Regions from separate parts of the Hordeum vulgare genome. Here region 2 is linked to region 1. A link is a contact called in public Hi-C data. All regions are on one chromosome and are shown on one strand. The core of a region is the stretch at or near the end of the contact, and the rest is flanking DNA. Distances in the headings are between cores, read along the strand shown. Region 1 has its middle 94 kb from the start of LOC123402563. Region 2 holds the start of LOC123401036 (acetolactate synthase 1, chloroplastic).

The links. A called contact is a pair of places that touch in the nucleus more often than the background predicts.
Region 2: a Hi-C map of leaf shows a contact between it and region 1, with 2.6 times the contacts expected there. The contact joins the promoter of LOC123401036 here to the enhancer-like site in region 1. A contact is called at or near these places in 2 of 6 Hi-C or Micro-C datasets (leaf and seedling).

The regions. Positions count from the first base shown.
Region 1 is chr6H:486,185,333-486,188,228 of MorexV3_pseudomolecules_assembly, forward strand. No RefSeq gene overlaps it. Among protein-coding and RNA genes, the nearest start is that of LOC123402563, 94 kb to the right of the region's middle. Within about 2 kb of position 1,424, at least 3 of the 3 cell types and tissues checked have open chromatin away from gene starts, as enhancers often do. A contact at or near this core is called in leaf and seedling, where this site is marked.
Region 2 is chr6H:486,699,641-486,702,482 of MorexV3_pseudomolecules_assembly, forward strand. It overlaps LOC123401036 (acetolactate synthase 1, chloroplastic), which reads left to right and starts at 1,263. Exons shown (of 1, transcript XM_045094753.1): 1 at 1,263-2,842. The coding sequence starts at 1,364.

The DNA.
Region 1 (2,896 bases), core at 174-2,673:
GAATGCGACTCCGCCTCGCCAACCTCCACCGCCACGAATGGCGCCTCCACCTCTTGTGCCCGTTGCCTCGCACGACGGGCACGACACGCCATGTTTGTGTTGGAGGCCGCCCATGCATGGTGCGTCCTCTAGATCGGTGCTCGAACGGAGGTTGCATGCCTGCCACCGCGTTCGAACGCCACACGAACTACATCGCCTTCGGTCCGTGGATCTATCCGTCGATCGTGCGGACACAATTGATTTTTCGACGAAAGGAGTCGAAGGGCTGCATCGGGCGGCCTCCTCCCGGGAGCGGCTAAGCATAAGTCGTACGGTCATCTCCTTCTAGGGGCCGCGTGAGATGAGCTTATGATCAATGGATAGGGAGGTGCATGACTCTGAGCCTCTGTCCGTCATGCTAGCAAAAGCCGGAGATCGCCGGATGGGAGTTTGGTACGGTGGTGGAGTGGACTCACTAGGGTTTTGTGTGGTGAGGGAATCAAGATGAATATATGTGTGGTTGGGTGGCGTGGACCGGATCCGACGTGACGGATGAACCCGGGCACCCCAATCCTTCCCGATATCCATCCCATATCGGGGTCAGATATGAGGGGTGTCACTGGGACTAACGTTTGAGGCCAGGTTAAAGCAATTGTTGGGTCGTATTTTCATGACCGGTAAGTGAGTGATCAAGTCATTTGGCGAGGCATATGAGACGGGTTTGAGGCGTTTGAATGTTGATGGTCTCACGCAAACAATTGGCGTTGGATGGGTGCATGCTGTGGTCATCAACATGTAGCAACTTTGGTCGTTGTCCGGCCAGTGTGAGGAGCATGAATCAGGGCGTACGTACTTGGCTGCTAATGCGATCCAACTCTGACGTCTCACAGAATTGGCACCCATCGACCAGGCTGAACGCCAAACAAGTGGAACTGGATTATCCAGAGCTAATTTTACACCGACGGGGCAATCAGCCGGTACAATGATTCTTATCTAAGAAGAAAGATGACCGGAGCAGGTCCAGACAGGAGCCTGTCGCTGTACTGGTGGTTAATTTGTTAGGTCAAACGGCCACATACACTGGGTGCTTGTCGACGCGAACCCGTCCATCGCCGGTGCTAGATCGATCGAGATCGAGCAGTACTGCTTAAGCAACCAGTGGTAGATCATGCAGCAGTAGCACTAGGCTCAATGACTGTTTGGTGAATCTGGGGTCTGTGACCAGTGAAGAATAGCGCTGTACGACGTCCCTTGTGTTGTGATGATGCATGCCGACTCGGTGAAACTAACCAAGATTAATTAGGGCCTCGTCGTGATGGGCCGGCACTGACGGCGCCCGCTCACCTACCTAGAGCTAGAGGCGGTGAATTCAGGAGCAACGGTGCAGGTTTAGGTTGTACTAAAGGGGGTACGTCAGAGCAGCTATAGGGGGGGAGGCAAACAGCAAGAGGCGATAGCGTGACAGGAAACTGAACGGACAGCGCGGTAGGGCGCGGCGGGAGGCCATCTACATCCTCACCCGTCGCTCTCGTACGTAGATCCCCGGAGACACGCGTGAATCGCCGTGCCAGCGACGCCACGGCCGGCCGCGGAGGTCTCCTCCTTCCACAGATCGATGCTCGACTATACACACATCTCGCCTGTGCAGTTGGTTTCTAAGGTGTCTGTGACAGGGTTTCTTAGTTCTTACAACCAACGAGCTGTTCACCGAAAACTCAGCCTGTTACGGGAAGCAGGTGGCCGGTGTGGAGTGTATTATTTCATGCCGCAACGCTCAACGGCGAAGCCCACGTGCCGCCCTTGCTGTCGTGCCTAACAAACTTCTATTGCCGGCCCGTCTTAATGCTCGGCTCCCGGGGGCACCACGCACCGGCCGCCCCCGCGACGGTGCGTGTTGGGCGAGTAGTTCGTGCTCGGATACACGGATCGATCGCGTAGGTGATATGCATGCGTCGCGCGCCAGTTGCAGCTCCGGCGAGGGGGACGGGGCCCAAGATTGAGACTGAGATATATGCGGTCGTGGCCCTCGTGGGGACTCGGGGAGATAAGAGGGGCGGCCAAGCCAAGCTCGGCCTTTTGCCTTTTGGAGTTCAATGGCGATTCGCCGTGGTCCTCTCGTCCAGTCGTGGCCTAATTACTTGCCTCTCGTGGCGCATCCTGAAAGTGAGAGGTGCCCTTGTGGTTATGCCGTTATGGTCCTCACTAGCTAAGCCGCGGCTACCCATGGTATGCCGTACGTGCAGCGATGCAGCTCCTCGAGTGCTTATCTTTGCTAGCTACGACGTCCAAAACTACATCCAAAACTCTGATTTTCTCTGGCATAAAAACAGATGACTTTGTCTATAAATATTCATTCGAATGAGCTGAAAACAGCCGGGATTACGGGCCAAATCGTGCGAGTTTTTGTCCCCCTCGCGTCAAACTCGAAAACGTAACTGACGCGCGTACGTTGCCGTCTTCAGGGCTCACTTATCAGTAGTAGTTATTATTTTATGCCCTTGGGCACAGGGAAGTGATCGCTAGCTAGCTAATGACCCGGAGATTTCATTGCGACGAGAAGAACCTTACAGGTGCAAGCCACCAAATTGGCATATCCCTGGTGGCACGGGATTTGTTTGTCACGGCTGGCCTCACACTCGTCCATCCATGCATGCCTGTCCACCGTATAGGCCCCATAGCGTCAAAGGGATAGCAAGAATATCAAGGCAGGGAGGTGCCAAAATGACGGGCGGTGCTTGAGGGCTACTCACGACCTTCTGGTAAGCCTAGAGAGTAGAGAGGAGAATCGTTAGGACCCTGTCCCGTCCATGGTGTCATCTCTCCAACCAAACAGCGTGTGCGTGAATGGACGCGCATGGCCTGTGCATGAGCGGACGTGGGGGGAGTCGATATGCCAGAGACAAGTTGCGATCGCCAA
Region 2 (2,842 bases), core at 13-2,512, 510 kb after region 1:
AAAAAATGGCTACTTCTAATTATATGCAGACCTAATTAATAGCCTCCCTGTTAGTGAATCAATTGTCAAATTGATTTGGAGTACAAAATCCCTATTTAACTAGACCCAATTAATAAATATGTAATTAACTATCTACCTAATCAATTACATTAATTGCTTGATTTTTAAATCGATTCACATTTTGTTTAACCGGAACGGAGAGAACATTACCAAGTCACGATGAGGTATAGGTCTTTGTCGATTTTGATAGTATGCCAAGTACAAAATAATAGGTTGGTCATAGAAAATTGAGATAAAAAAAGGAAACCAAAAACTAAAACTAAAAAAACCACACACTTATCAAATAGGCCAGTTAACTTTGATTGCAGTTGATATTCTGGTAAGATTTGATTTGATTTGGATATGAGTAATGGAAGGCAATGAAAGTTTGAATTTAGTTAAAATTTTCATAAGATTTGGTTTAGATGAGCTAATGCATGATGTTGTTTTGGAAAAGTGCCTACTTGATTGAGTTAATGCACATGTTAAATGGACCAGTCAAAATTAGTTGCACTTGAGCGAAAGATCACATGTAAGACGCTCGCGGGCGTAGTATGGGGTTGATGTAGTTATGGACCAAAAAATTGAGGTTTGCCGGGGCGGTGTATGACGATGGAGCTTCATTGCGATGCGTCGAAAGTTAGTAGGCACGGAAGGTACCTTGCTCTATCGCAGGCGGCCGGGACGGCCTCCCCAGCTCGCCGCAATGGTGGATCCGCCACTGGGTTGATGGGAGGTGAGGCGAGGCTACCAACTCCTCACTAGGAGTACTGATTTATTGTTGCAAATATTTTAATACCACGGAGAAAATATTTCTGAGATTTTTTTAAAGTTCTTACTGATAAGAGTTGCTTTGTAATTTCTTCAATCAATGGAATGGTCTGAAAAGTGTATCTGTATGCTTGTCAAGTTTGAATAAAGTTACAGGTCATTTAAGAGAAAAAAACACAGCCAAGAATAATCGGAGCTCTCTGCGCGTATTGGGTGGCCACGGCCCACGAACCTGTCCTATGCGTTTGGTCGACAATCTCTCGCAATGAGCGATAGATATGAGATCTCTGGTGATGTCGCAACGGGTCCAAACTAATTGCTTGTTTGAGAGGTTCAGCCTTTTCGCATCAAAAAGCTGGCCCAGACAAACCACTAAACCAGTGCCGTCCACGCCACACACACAAAAAAAAAAAGAAATATTAACACATCTGAACCACACACTCACGCGCCGCGTGACAGACAACACGAAAGACAAAAACATCACCCCTCCCCAATTCCAACCCTCTCTCCGCCTCACAGAAATCTCCCCCTCGCCCAAACCCTCGCCGCCGCCATGGCCGCAGCCACCTCCGCCGCCGTCGCATTCTCGGGCGCCGCCGCCGCGGCCTTACCCAAGCCCGCCCTCCATCCTCTCCCGCGCCACCAGCCCGCCTCGCGCCGCGCGCTCCCCGCCCGCGTCGTCAGATGCTGCGCCGCGTCCCCCGCCGCCACCACGGCCGCGCCTCCCCCCACCGCTCTCCGGCCGTGGGGGCCCTCCGAGCCCCGCAAGGGCGCCGACATCCTCGTCGAGGCGCTGGAGCGCTGCGGCATCGTCGACGTCTTCGCCTACCCCGGCGGCGCGTCCATGGAGATCCACCAGGCGCTCACGCGCTCGCCCGTCATCACCAACCACCTCTTCCGCCACGAGCAGGGGGAGGCGTTCGCGGCGTCCGGGTACGCACGCGCGTCCGGCCGCGTCGGCGTCTGCGTCGCCACCTCCGGCCCCGGGGCCACCAACCTCGTCTCCGCGCTCGCCGACGCTCTCCTCGACTCCATCCCCATGGTCGCCATCACGGGCCAGGTCCCACGCCGCATGATCGGCACGGACGCGTTCCAGGAGACGCCCATAGTGGAGGTCACACGCTCCATCACCAAGCACAACTACCTGGTCCTTGACGTGGAGGACATCCCCCGCGTCATCCAGGAAGCCTTCTTCCTCGCATCCTCTGGCCGCCCGGGGCCTGTGCTGGTTGATATCCCCAAGGACATCCAGCAGCAGATGGCCGTGCCTGTTTGGGACACGCCGATGAGTTTGCCAGGGTACATCGCCCGCCTGCCCAAGCCACCATCTACTGAATCGCTTGAGCAGGTCCTGCGTCTGGTTGGTGAGGCACGGCGCCCGATTCTGTATGTTGGTGGCGGCTGCGCTGCATCTGGCGAGGAGTTGCGCCGCTTTGTTGAGCTCACTGGGATTCCAGTTACAACTACTCTGATGGGCCTTGGCAACTTCCCCAGTGACGACCCACTGTCTCTGCGCATGCTTGGGATGCATGGTACCGTGTATGCAAATTATGCAGTAGATAAGGCTGACCTGTTGCTTGCATTTGGTGTGCGGTTTGATGATCGCGTGACTGGGAAAATTGAGGCTTTTGCAAGCAGGTCCAAGATTGTGCACATTGACATTGATCCAGCTGAGATTGGCAAGAACAAGCAGCCACATGTCTCCATTTGTGCAGATGTTAAGCTTGCTTTACAGGGGTTGAATGGTCTATTAAGTGGCAGCAAAGCACAACAGGGTCTAGATTTTGGTCCATGGCACAAGGAGTTGGATCAGCAGAAGAGGGAGTTTCCTCTAGGATACAAGACTTTTGGTGAGGCAATCCCACCGCAGTATGCTATCCAGGTACTGGATGAGCTGACAAAAGGGGAGGCGATTATTGCCACAGGTGTTGGGCAGCATCAGATGTGGGCGGCTCAGTATTACACTTACAAGCGGCCACGTCAGTGGCTGTCTTCGTCTGGTTTGGGGGCAATGGGATTTGGGTTGCCAGCT